3 separate regions of the Sus scrofa genome follow, and all the other regions are linked to region 3. The links are chromatin contacts, called in public Hi-C maps. All regions are on one chromosome and are shown on one strand. Each heading gives the region's core, a stretch centred on a gene start, on an enhancer-like site or on the middle of the called end of the contact. The rest is flanking DNA. Distances are from core to core; before and after follow the strand shown.

Region 1 (4,141 bases), core at 542-3,041, 500 kb before region 3:
GCAGATTATTTTTATGGCCTAATGGTTCTTTAATAGGCCATAAACACCTTATACATTTTCAAGTTCCCTGATAACAAAGCAAAAGGAGCATGCCAGTTCTAAAAGTCTCAACACCAGTCCTTTGATTAAAGTTTTCAATAAAACAAATCTGTAAGTCATTAAAAAAAAGAAGGGTCAAATTTTGATACTGTCATAATGAAATGTTATTTTTGGCTAAAGGTAAATGCAAACCTAAGGGGTTTCTTTGGTAATCACTGTGTGAAAACAAGACTTACTGGAAATTTTTCCCAAATGGACCAGTGGAACTTGGCACACATTTTTAGGACAAAATCTTACATAGAGCTCTCTTTTCCTTCCTCTGGTCAACTACTGACTTTGTCTTAAGAAAGATAATCCTTATGGGACATTTTATCACAGAACTGATTTTACCTGTAGTTATAATATCACCTTTTATACTCGCAAGGGACCTTTGATTCCACTGCTGTATTTTAAGTAGAAAAATACGAACCAGATGCAAAGACTGCTGAGGTAGAATTTCTTTTGCTCCATTTAGAACCTCTGTTAATTCCCTGTTGTGCGTAGACGTATTAACAGTAGGTGCTTTAGAAATGGAATAAACAATGGTGAGAGAAACTGTTCATAGTATCTTATTATTTGCTAGTGAGTTTTGGCATCATCCTATTAGGAATTGGTTGGTTTACAATGTGTGTGTGTGTGTCTGTGTGTGTGTGTGTGTGTGTGGTGTTGCATACCCGCATGTGTATGTATATATATATACACACACACACATATATATGTACTTTAAAACAAATCTATAAACTTCTTGGAAAATGGGGGGAGATGAGAGGTTGATGGTTTAAATGTCTTTGTGAAGTAAATGCCATGTTTTTCTTTCTCTCAAGGTGAAAAGTGTAGAAATGTATCGCGTTAAATTGTGGCAGAATTTTTAGAAGAACGGGTACCACGTTAATTTTCTTTTACTAGCATATGTAAAACATTTGCAGAGCACTAGTAGAAGCTACACCTGTTCTGAAGTGCCCCAAACCTAAATTTCTCTTGGAAAAAATAGGGCACAGTCTTAGTCTGCAAACAGATTCCCTGTTATGGTGAGTGCCCCTTTCCTGGGCAGCCAGCAGCCTGTTCCATGGTTGTCTGCTGGGGCTTCTGCCAACTTGAACATGGAAACACGGATCAGCTTGCTCTTCTGGGCAGTAGAGCCAAAGTAGCCCCCTCATCCCTTTTTAAAACCTCATTGTATAAAGCAAAATAATACTTGGCTAGTGTGCTCTCTCTCTTTACTCTGTCTCTTTCGGTACATGGTAAGAATGTTCCAAAACAGTGTTGCTTCATTGAATGCCCTGGAAACATACTTTCACGGATGAGAACTAATTTGACATTTTAATTTTGTCCCTTTCTGTTGTTTAGAATTCAGTCAGCTGCAGGGACCTTGCCGAACGCGCATATGGAACATTCATATGTGCTGCTTGATTCTGTATGCCACCCTCATATTTTGAGATTTGTCCATAAAGTCAGCTTGAATTTGATAATATCCTGTCAATTAAACTAAACCTTGTTTTCAAAGCCAAATAGCACAAGTGCCCCGGGCACCTGCAAAAAACCCAGGCACATGGGCTCAAGTGGATAGTTAGGTGTGCAATTACTTGATTTATACACATGTGTGTTTCTGAAATTACAGCTGCAGGGTTTTGTGGTCTCTGTGGGGGTGTGAACAGTTTTGCTGGCAAGCCCCAGTATGCCTCACTTTGGAAATTTGGCTCCCAACATGAATTCCCTTCCCATCACCGATGGAGAACAAAGTCTATTTGTCACTTTTCCATTTGCCTTCCACAGTGATTCAGAAAGAAAACAGTCTTATTTTGCTGCTTTAATTGGGAATTGCTGATTCATCTCACAAGTGCAATCATCTTTGCTATTCATTATATAAACACTACTGTGGATGTGGTAGAAGTTGGTTTGGGGAGGGTGGCTTTCCATCCCCATTACTGACCCAAATACTTGTAAATTTGCTTGAGGAAACACAGTTTTTCCACAGAGCTCTCCTACTTCAACTTAATGTTTGGAAATTAAGGCCTTCATTCAAAAGGAGTTTCTGTTTTTCTTTTGGTTTTGCAGCTATTTAAGAACAATGCTTGCCTTGAAGTTCTCTGTATACTTTTAACCTTTTAACTTTGCTGCGGCCAAGCTTATTACTACTGCAAGCGGACTCAGTCACTCATGATAGTACAACACTCTTGAGACCTTATCCTTGCACCGTCTGGTTGAGTAATTAAATGCAGGGTAGATTTACAGTTCAGTGGACTCACTCATGGATGGGGTGGCAGCTATATCCTCTCTCCCTTTTGAATTTTCAACTTCACACTGCAGCTTTGTATCAGGATGACTGGAATCAAATGCAAAATCAAATATTAAAGAGCAAATAGAGAATATGAAAAGGGGGCACATTGAGAAAAGAGGGACAGGACATCAAAGGGTGTTGCCTTCGAAGCAAAGGAACATTTCTCTAACTTGTGCAACTTTGCAGCTTTGTTAATGTTAGAAAATGCAACTATTATTAGATTGCCTGATTTATAAGGAGATTGAACAAGGTCACTTCAGTAGTAGAGAACTCACACTTTTCTGCAAAACCCTGCCTTCCTCAAGGGGCTTATAGGAACTCAACATGGGTAGAAAAACCACGCCTTTCATGTCTTCTTGGAATAGTCACCTAGAATTATAATGGCTGGAGATTGAAAAGGCCTATTCAGCTCTGGGCTGCAGCCTCCAGGGATGAGGGCAGCATTTTCCCCCACTCTGTAGTACATTTTCCACTGTTTTGTATGGTTTTATTTTAATCGCCTCAGAGCCTTCTTCCCTTCTATGGAAAACTTGTTGCAGACTCTAGCCAATCTTATTGTGAAAGTTATTTTCTTACCAAAAGTTAAATGATATCTCTATTTGAGAAGTGAAAAACTTACAGTAGATGAATAAATATAGGTAAAGATATTTAGCATCCTAACTAGTTTAAACATTGTAGAATGGGGGGAAACTTCTGTTTTTATGCCATAGTGATAATAGTAAAGGTTTTAAAATGACGTTTCTTATAATAAGCAGATTTCTATAATGTATTAGGTGTATGTGAAATTGTCTTTTGAGCTAGTAAAACCGGAAACAAGCATAGGTTTATCAAAGGAGAGAGTAGAGTCTTATTTGATGTCTTTACTCTTGAAATAAAAAAATCCTCTCAATTTCCATTAAGTCAAATATCCTGAAACTCTAGCACTTCCCACTTGTATATTTTTAAATACATAAAACATTAAAAAAATTACTGGTCAATTATCATTTAAGAAAGCCTTATTAATCTGGTCCTTCTACTCTTTGTTTGGCTTACACACACACACACACACACACACATTTTTTCTTTTTATAGCCATACTGGTGACCTGTGGAAGTTCCTGGGCTAGGGGTTGAATCAGAGCTGCAGCTGGAGCCTATGCCACAGCCACAGCAATGCTGGATCTGTGATCTACGCTGCAAGGCCAAATCCTTAATCCACTGAGTGAGGTCAGGGATCCAACCCACATCCTCACAGACACTATTTTGGGTTCTTAACCCACTGAGCCACAACAGGAACTCTGGTTTACTCATATTTTAATGAAAGGAATTAGACAGCATTTTTTTCCCTTATAAGAGACAGAATACTCTGCAGTCAGTTTATAAATGGCAGTACTATACACAAATCAGCTACCTCAAATCATTTTTTTGGCAACAGGCAAATTGTAAATACTACAAATGAACAAATACGTGTGCAGACTATTTGTCATAGCTTGTTAATAGGTTTATTTTGTCATTGCTATTTAAACAACTATTTTTATCTTCTGAAAAATTTCCTAAATTTAAATATTGATTTCGCTCATTAATTTATTCATTCATTCAAATAAAACTTGTTGAATACCTCCTAAGTGTCAGACATTGTAGGCACCGGGGATTTAACGATGAATAAAACAAAGTCCCATCCTTGTGGAACTTCAATGCTAATGGTGGGAGAGGAAGTATAAACTAACAAGTAAATATATGTGTCAAATGGTGATATATGCTCTGGAAAAAAATCGAGTAGAATCAAGAAGATAGGATTTCCCTTCTG
Region 2 (4,556 bases), core at 124-2,623, 390 kb after region 3:
CTCCATTCTTAGTGATTCCAGATAAATGATGTGTGACTGTAATTTCTTCCTTGGTTAAATTATAAGCTATTATACATTACACCATGATTGAATATATGCCATTTCAAACCAAGCCCAAGATAAATGACCTATATTTCAAGGTAAGCACTTTACATTTGAAAAGAAGACAACAACCTTGGACTATTACTAAATCTCAGAGCAGAAAGACTGATATATCACATATTCTAAATATCATTGAGTCGAAGGCAATGAAATTTATTATATACTATGAAATTTGAAACTGTATGTGGGCTTTTAAAATGTACTTCATGGTTCAGTACTATTAAGTCCTGATACATCCAGTTGATGCATCACGTCATCAACCTGCCAGGAAGCCTTTGGAGAGCCATTTGTCCCTGGATCCAAATCAAATATGTACCCTGACTGTTAAAAAATATTTTGTTAAACTAAATGACTGAGCAATCTTTGACAGGACTGCCAAATGAATGATGACAACGGTTGACCACTTTGGGCCCTGGGGCCATATTACCAAAAGGAAAAAGAGAAAAATCTGTTCTTTCTAGTCCGATCTTAGGCAGAACAAATGCATTATTCTTTCTTAAGAATTTTGGTTGAGGTCTAAGGTTCTTGCAGCTTTTCATATGGGAATTTAACAGAGTATAGATGTCACTTTTCCTGTGTATTATCTGAAGTGACATGTACTCAACAAATTGGGTGCATAACATTAGTTCTGAAGCAGAACAAAGTTGAGGCGGAATGGAAAGAGGTATGTAGGAGCTTGACTTCCCTGAGTTCAGATTTCAGCTTTACCACTTAGGAGGCTCCTAGTCTTACAGTGGAATAATAATATCTATCTTTTGGGACTGCTGTAAAGGTTAATGGTGAATGTTAAGTGCCTGACATATTGGAGGCATTCATTAAAAAGATAGCTTTTATTATTATTATCTAACAACAACAGTCTTATTCTGAAATTGCTAACTTAGAGGCTAATGAGGATAAACATATGAAAACGATTAAAAATAAGACGATTAAAAATAAGACGATGGGGAGCAGTCAGCTGGGAACTGCAGAACCTGCCTAAAGGCATTAAAAACAATAGTATCAACAGTAATCAACTCACCTTGTCAACTGAACCTATGGTATCTGCCTTTTTGGCCTCTAAACATTAAAATTCTTTCTAATAATGTATTTAGGAAAAGGCATCAGAAATTCTTTTGCCTTCGGGTAACTTTATACTCTAGGCAGGCAAAAGAAGTTTTCCTTTTTTTTTTTTTAACAAATAGTTTCTAAATTTAAGCTTCCCCTCATCCCTTTGACCAACACATTAGTAATTCTACACTTTCCAACACTGTTTTACTCCTCCCCTGCTGATTCAGAAAACATGAGCATTTGGATATTCAAGAGAAGCTTGTTCAGCTTTTCTATCCGATCACCTGAATCTGTAACTGAACCCAGGTTTAGCCGATCACCACTCACAAGCCAGTGATTCGAGAGGCAAGTGTTAATAGGAAGGAAGTGTGCTTTAATCCAAAAGCTGGCAGTCTGGAGGGATGGTGGACTCATGTCCAGAGATCAACTCTGAAGATTCTGCTTAGCCAGGACAGTTTTTAAAGTGAAAAATGGAGGGGGAAGAATCTCAGTGAATCGTGGAGGCAGGAGGTTGGGTTCTGCCGTCTCTTTTGCATGCAGACTGGCTGACTGTTGCCTGAGTCATCTGCCTGCAGGATTGCTTAGGGAGGTGATTGAGAGTAGAGAACTAGTTTTCTTTAGGAAAAGAATCAACAGGTTAGACAAGGCATGGTATGCATTCAGGAGTTTCAATTGCTTAGTGAACCTAATTCATGTAATTAGGTTCTTTTAAGGTTAGAGGGGAACAGAAATGGTCAAACAGGAAAGGAGCGAAAGAACTGCCTGCAGATTCCTGAAGTCAATAGAAAGAGAGCAGAGAGGAGGTACAGGCCACGTTTCCTTTCTTTCAGGAATATGCTGCATTGCTATGATTTTCAAGTCCGAGGCCCGCGACGATGGCTACATAAACGACTATGACTTCTCTAAGACAAAGCCTTAATTTTCAATTTTATTGCATTTCTTTATGTCTTATTACTCTTCCACATTATGTTTTAGGAAAGTTTTGGAAAATACCAAGATTTTACCCATGGGGGAAAAAAAATCCTTTAAACAATTACTCGGGTCTTAAGTTTTAGTTTTTTGGGTTTTTTGGTTTTTGGTTTTTTTTTTTTTCCCAAAAACTGGTTTTCCTCCTGCAACTCTTTCAGAGTTTACTTTCTCACAAAAGATGGGATTTCTGAAAAATTTCCACTGGCAGTAGTCCAGGGCTGTAATTACTTTAAATTAAACCCTCAAGTATTTCCCTTTCTCTTCCTAGCGCCACAAACAATTCCTTCGTCTGAGTGTTAGACTCCGTTTAACTCAGCAAGTTTTGAGAAGCAGTCTGCAAGGCCGCAGGGGGCAGAAATTCAAACTCTGACCTTGAAAGATGTTGCTGGGATCTATGGATGCATATGTTCAACATAGCCCGTAATGCATCCCCCGGGCTCAGGGGAATGTAGGGCACACAGGCGGCCAGAGTGTCTGTGAAGAGAGAAGGGGTTGAGGATGGATCCTGAAGTTGGGCAGGGAGTGAGAGGGTGCTTTTATCGTGGCTAGAAAGCAATTTTAGGCAGCTGTGTAAAATTATTATCCAAAAATGTAAGGATAAAACCTCGATCAGATCAAATAGTTAAAAGAAGTGATTCATAATTCAAGACTCTCATGCTGACTCATTAAGTTGAAAACATTTGCACTTGCCCAGAATTTATTTCATCCTCCAAATATATTTATCACAGTTCAATTTTATGATCTGTCACATGTATGCAAGTCTACCAGCCATAATTATTTTAATGCTACTTAATTTTTTCAAACAGTATCTCTCCAAAGCACTGAAGAGTCCTTGAGGTCAACTCACAATCGGAGGGAAGCAGCAAGAGTGTAACACGTTTTTTTTTTTGCAGCAACATGAATGGACCGAGACATTGTCACGCTAAGAGAAGTTGGTCAGACCGTGAGACACCAGCGTCACATGCTATCACTTACATGAGGAATCTAAAAAATGGATACAGTGAACTTCTTTGCAGAATAGACACTGACTCACAGACTTGGAAAAACTTATGGTTTCCAAAGGAGACTGGTTGGGGGTAGGGGGATGGGCTGGGGGTTTGGGATGGAAATGCTATAAAATTGGGTTGTGATGATAATTGTACAATTTTTTTGTCTTTTGAGGGCCATACCCATGGCATATGGAGGTTCCCAGGCTAGGGGTCTAAATTGGAGCTGTAGCTGCTGGCCTACGCCACAGCCACAGCAATGCCACATCCGAGCTGTGTCTGTGACCTACACCACAGCTCACAGCAACACCAGATCCTTAACCCACTGAGGGAGGCCGGGGATCAAACTTGCAACCTCATGGTTCCTAGTCGGATTCATTTCCACTGTGCCATGATGGGAACTCTGATAATTGTACAATTATAATATAATAAAAAATTCATTGAATAAATAAATAAGTGCAGCATAATGTCTTTTCTCACCCTGGTCTCCTCCCACCCCACCCCACCTCAAACACTGGGTTCTAAACTAAGGCAAAAGATAGCTGAAAACAAAAGCTTAAGGTAACCAAAATCCCAAACCTCGTGGGACAGGGACTCTTAAAAAGGCAAATAATGTGAGTACCATAAATGAAAGTCCATTTTTTCTCCTTGAACTTGTTGGCTGAAAATTGCTTTCTCTTGCCTGGAAGAGAAGATATCAGACTCTTAGACCATCTTTCAATGATTTTGTGCAGGAGTCTCTCAGTCCTTCCCTGTGGATGACTTTAGACTTTGCCTTTCTTTTGAATTTTGGAGTTCCGTTGCCATTTGGTTAGATTGTATTGCTGATAAGTTGAAGATGTCTCTGGTTGCCTGTGATTCGGCTATTAAGAAGATTTACAGGTGGGTCTCTTTAGTCATGCCCTGAAAAGGTGATAAAAATTTTTGTCATCTATTTAGAGGCTATGCAATTTAACATAACTCTACTTTCATTTCTCCTCACCTTATGCATATAATCCATTAAACTGTTTTATAGAGGCTAAATATGAAAGGACAGTGGTACTACAGTATTTCTTAACCTGTTATCAAGACCACAATATTTTAACAGGAATGAAGACCCCAATGCAAATTTCCATTCTCTTTGTATAACATTTATGCAATAAAGAATAAATTGAGTACATGATTTTTCATTTCTGAGTACTAGGGCTAGTAATGCATGAGCTGCAGAGAAGCAAGCATTAATCTATCTAGCTGCTAAGAAATGAAATGTCACTTAGAGGAACTTATTCTTGCTGGCACACTCTTTCATGGAGTTCTCCATCAAAAAGCAGAGAAAAAAGTAATTCTTTTTCCAGTTGCATTATATCAGAGCACGTCTACCCTTTTTCATGTGTCCTGATTTAGTTCCTGCATGTGGAGTGTACAGAAGCTTTGGTTTTTCACGGATACCTCATTTGATTTCATTTTTTCCCA
Region 3 (4,590 bases), core at 62-2,561:
CGATAAAATCTGACTCTGACCCAGAAAAAAAAAAAGGTGGGGGGGGGGAGAGAGAAAGACAGAGAGAGATGGCTCCTGATGCCTGCATAAGCTTTTGCAGGCTCTGTGACCTGTTTATGTCAATGGTAAAGTGTAAGAGATTACTATCACAGAACCCCATCATCTTCTGGGATCTAAAAAATACAGAAAGCTCTCAAGGACCCCGATCCGCCTTTGTCACCACAAAGCCCTTCGGTGCTGTAAATCTGTCCTCATTGGAAGCTCTTATACACCAGCCGTCACCGATAAGCTTGGGAGAAGCAGACAAGCTTTTAGGAACTACTGAACCATGAAGTTGACCTGCTTAGGGTTTTGTTGTAGGCTATTAAATCCAGGATGGCCGTTTTAAGATGATTCTACTTTCTTCTTCCCTTGGCCTGGTTAAGCAACTCTACCCCCAGCTCATTATTTGGCTGATTAAAAAAATAAGAAAAAGAATAGAACAACCTGCTGTTTGAGAAGACGACCTTCACACATCCATTTAATGAGAGTGACTTACGCTGACGTCGTTTATGGGCTCAAGCAACTTGACACTAATTTCGCAGCTAAGAAAAGATTTACTAACTGTACATACTGCTCTGTTTTTGTTGGCATGGGTACCATGATTCTTTTCTCCAAAAACAGGCCCAAAATCTTTTGTAAACATGCATTATTTGGTTAACACATTGTAAATGGATCCCAGTTGTGTGGCACAAGCGCTCTTCACTATTATGTAAACAATTATTCACTGAAAGGCTTGCTTTAAATTGTAAATGAATATATTTCGGCTGTAATGTTACTTTCAGGCCTGCCCAGTGGTATAAATCTGGTCATTTGTTTTTTGCACTCTGCCTATTACTAACCAGTTAGAAATGTGCTGATTATTTGCACAAGCCTTTCACACTGCGAGCACAGTTAAATTGCTGTTTTATTTTTCCTGTGTTTGATGAGTGTTAACAAGAGCGCCATTTGAGGAAACCCAAACCAAATACAGCTCTTTAATTGGGGCTGGGGGTGTTTGGGAAAAGCCACCCGGTGAGTAATTCTACTGTTTAAGGCTTGAAAGTTCACCTACCCCACCATAGACTCAAGGCAAGACTAATTAAAGGGGGCTGACAAAAATTCAGTGCCTTTCTCAGGCAACCCAAAGAGCTTGAAATATGGTACATCCAGTTATAGGGAAGTAGATTTACTTGGTGATCTCATTCCCAGCTCTCTCTTTTCAATGCCTGCATTGCCAAGCAGCTCCATGTTTGGGTTAGGTGATTTGGCATTCTGTATCCCTCAGAGGAAGCACAATTTAGAGATTAAACAATATGGTGCTTTCATTGGGCAATGACTTGCCTTTGAAGAGTCTGCTCAGGAGCTGATGAAAGTTCCAGCTGACTCAAAGAGCTTTGTCTTCTCTCTTGTTTTTTTTTCCCCCCTAAACAGTCAATGATTCATTTTAAAAGTTTCCCCATCCCTTGTAGTTTAATGGCATTTCAGTAATGTGCTGATCTGCAAGGCTCTGGAGACAAAAATATGATGACCTCAGATGATCTCCTTGGTGTGAAGCAGAACAAGCATTGTAAGTTTATCTAGCTCCTTTGATAGAGCTGCAAAACTATACTGGCACTGCCTTAGATAGTGCTGACCTGAGATCAAGCCTAGGATAATGGAAAGTGCCCCAGGTTCTAGCCCCGGATTTGTCCCTAACTAGTTCAGTGACTTCGGATGCTCATTTTCATCTCTGTGAGCCTTACCTGTGACATGATAAGATGAGGCAGCATGAACATTATTGTTGTTCCAAAACTAAAATTCTAGGATGCCTGGGGTGCATAATTCTGACTGCCTTTTTGCATCCATAATTAAAGATAAGGGAGACTCAATGGTCAAATTATATGGGCTTTATTAGATAAAGATGAGGCTCTTTGTTTCCATATTGAATATTAAAAAAGGAAATCTGTAGTTTCCTTGTTACTGCAAATGTTGTAGAGTTAATATGAAATAGGTACACTTTCCTCAATACACATCCTTTGAAGCCACACATGCTTGTGCTATCCTTAAGTAAACCACATGAGTCATACATTTTAGATCTAAAATAGTTGATACTTGTATTCTTTCCAGTTTATTTCATATACTCTCTCCTTCAGTGATCAGGATTCGAGCTACCGTTTTCTTCCCGATGTGCTATTTATTTAGGTGTTCTGTTTTACATATTGAATTCCATTTAGGTGAAAGTATGAAAGCAATGGGCACATCGATATATATTTCTGTGAAAATAAACATATAGGCGCCTCCCCCATCTGAAACTTTCTCTTCTCTGGATATTGATTCAGGTTATCATTCATGACAACTGGAACCATAAGCTTTAAGTACAAAAAGCCCATCTAAGAACTATTATTATCACTTTTGCTATAGTGGCAAATATAGGATTTATTCCATTCTTTTGCTGCGCTAAACAGTTTTCTAAATAAGAAGCAGACACACTCCTGAGTATTTCTCTTACCCATTCTATATGTTATGTGTGAAAGTCCACAGAGAAAACGGAATTATTTTTGAATCACATTTGTTTTAGTTAGAAAGTACACTGAATTTTTTTTCAATGTGTGCTTCTTAGGTAGTCCTGAATCCTGAGACTTGGTTCATGTTAAAATTTAGATGCTAGAACAAACTAAGTAGTAGCAATGCCTCCTTTCATCACTCTTCCCATCCACCATGCCTTTCATTCAGTGCTTCCTAGAAAAATAGATATTTCATTATTCACTGTTTCTTTGTCCATGTCTGACCCTGCCAGGCAGACAACTGGCTGTCGTGATTTTACTTTTCAGCTCTCCACTTTATAACCCAGTGTCTAGCAATACCCCATTCAGAAGAGGGAACCATTTATTTCAGGCCAAATGTGTAGAGTATTGATAAAGTCAGCTTAAAGCTGAAATATGTATAGAGCCGCTCACTGTGACCTTCTCAACATAATGAGGAGGGAAAAGTATTTCTGGTCTCTGCTGAGATTTTGGCTCTTTAGTCAAAAATAGACTTGGTCTGACTAATTCTTTTCTATCAAATAAATGTTCATGTTTGTTGTAACAAATGGTCACCTAGATACCTGAAAGAATTCAAGTTTTTCCATTATTATGCTGCATGGGCTCAAGAAATTCAAATATTCTTATATATAGTCTAGCTATGCCTGAGTTGAGACTTTTCTATTATTGTCAACTCACCAACATAATCCAGTCGGGAACCATGCTGTACCACGTTCCTGAGCAGACAGAATACACTTCCCTTGACCTGGATCTCAGAGGATGTCCAGCTGCTTTAAAAGTTTTTACAATAAAGGTCACAGGGCCTTGATTGATGTGTTCCTTTTCCATTACTTAACCTCTAAACACTTTGAAGGTAGAGAATTTACATTCCTTGTCTCTCTAGTCTGAGATCTAGCCCAGTGTCTCACATTTAGTTAGTATTCAGCAAATGTTTGTTGACATAAGTAATTTTGGCATCCTGAACATGCATGTATCCTTTCCTGCTCTAAGGTGGTAAATACAAGTCATGTAATCATCCATGTATGTAACTGACATGTGTAGGCAATGTTCATTTCTGCTTATAGAATGTCCTGTTTGTGAGATTATTTGAACGTGGACACAAGTTCAGAGGGTACAATGTCATTCATATTGCAAAAATGAAGACTTCCTGAAAATACAGTTAAAATAATACACCTACTTCAGGGGGAGGGAAGATTGTAAACCACAAGCAAAGAAATGAATCTCAGCCTTTAGGAGAGTTCTAGTCTTGAAAATGTCTTTCTATTATTGTGACCTAGAATGTGATTTTCTGCATCAACTTGTGCAAGAACCTATAGCTGCACGTTTTGCTTTTAGACTTGTTGGTGTGAGGACTTAGAACTTAAAGATCCCTTATTTAAAGAGGACCAGGAAGAGAATGATTTAGTGGCCATCATCCTATATTATTTCACTTTTTTAAAACATGCATATATTAGTTTTTATAAAAACAATAAAGCTATTTTGAAAAAGAAAACTGAATGTGCCATTCTTTCAAATGTAGTATGACACCAAGCCCAGACAAGGAACGGGGAGAGGCAACCCTGCAGATCGATGCTACTGCTCTGCTGAATCTTGAAGGATAAGGGAATCTAGCCTAGAGAAAGGAAGCAAGATTCATTTCAGGCAGAGGGAAGAGCATATGTTTTTCCATGGCTTTGAGTTTAAATCATCCCACATTAGAAATAGAAATGCCTTTCCTGACTACAGTCCAAATGTCATTTATATTTTATGGAAACAATTAATAATTTAAGAAAATCTCTACCTTCTCCTTCAAAAAAAGTATTTACTTCTTTTAAATGGAAGTGTGAGATTTATAATAAAGCGAATAATAAAACAGCTATTATAGCTCAGTTTGACTTCGTTAATTTTAATTTCTGAGGGTATTTAATCTTGTTTATTTGTTCTTCTATTCAATACAATTTTATTGAGTCCATGTACACCTTCTCTAAAGACTGTGAAGGCTATTGGCAATACAGGGATGAAAAAAAAATGTGGCCTCGTGCTCTCATGATGCTTATAGATTTTTGAA

What was found. Hi-C and Micro-C count contacts between places; a contact is called where the count stands out from the background.
Region 1: a contact with region 3 is called in a Hi-C map of embryonic fibroblasts, with 1.9 times the contacts expected there. The contact joins two enhancer-like sites. A contact is called at or near these places in 4 of 47 Hi-C or Micro-C datasets (embryonic fibroblasts, epiblast stem cells and fibroblasts).
Region 2: a Hi-C map of embryonic fibroblasts shows a contact between it and region 3, with 1.7 times the contacts expected there. The contact joins two enhancer-like sites. A contact is called at or near these places in 2 of 47 Hi-C or Micro-C datasets (embryonic fibroblasts and fibroblasts).

The regions. Positions count from the first base shown.
Region 1 is chr2:129,230,906-129,235,046 of Sscrofa11.1, reverse strand. The region is part of intron 3 of LOC102158243 (a long non-coding RNA gene); the gene reads left to right. Among named protein-coding and RNA genes, the nearest start is that of GRAMD2B, 320 kb to the left of the region's middle. Within about 2 kb of position 1,791, at least 4 of the 83 cell types and tissues checked have an H3K27ac peak or open chromatin away from gene starts, as enhancers often do. A contact at or near this core is called in embryonic fibroblasts, where this site is marked.
Region 2 is chr2:128,342,643-128,347,198 of Sscrofa11.1, reverse strand. All of the region lies in intron 10 of LOC102158243 (a long non-coding RNA gene), which reads left to right. Among named protein-coding and RNA genes, the nearest start is that of ZNF608, 190 kb to the right of the region's middle. Within about 2 kb of position 1,373, at least 6 of the 83 cell types and tissues checked have an H3K27ac peak or open chromatin away from gene starts, as enhancers often do. A contact at or near this core is called in embryonic fibroblasts, where this site is marked.
Region 3 is chr2:128,732,807-128,737,396 of Sscrofa11.1, reverse strand. All of the region lies in intron 9 of LOC102158243 (a long non-coding RNA gene), which reads left to right. Among named protein-coding and RNA genes, the nearest start is that of ZNF608, 580 kb to the right of the region's middle. Within about 2 kb of position 1,311, at least 7 of the 83 cell types and tissues checked have an H3K27ac peak or open chromatin away from gene starts, as enhancers often do. A contact at or near this core is called in embryonic fibroblasts, where this site is marked.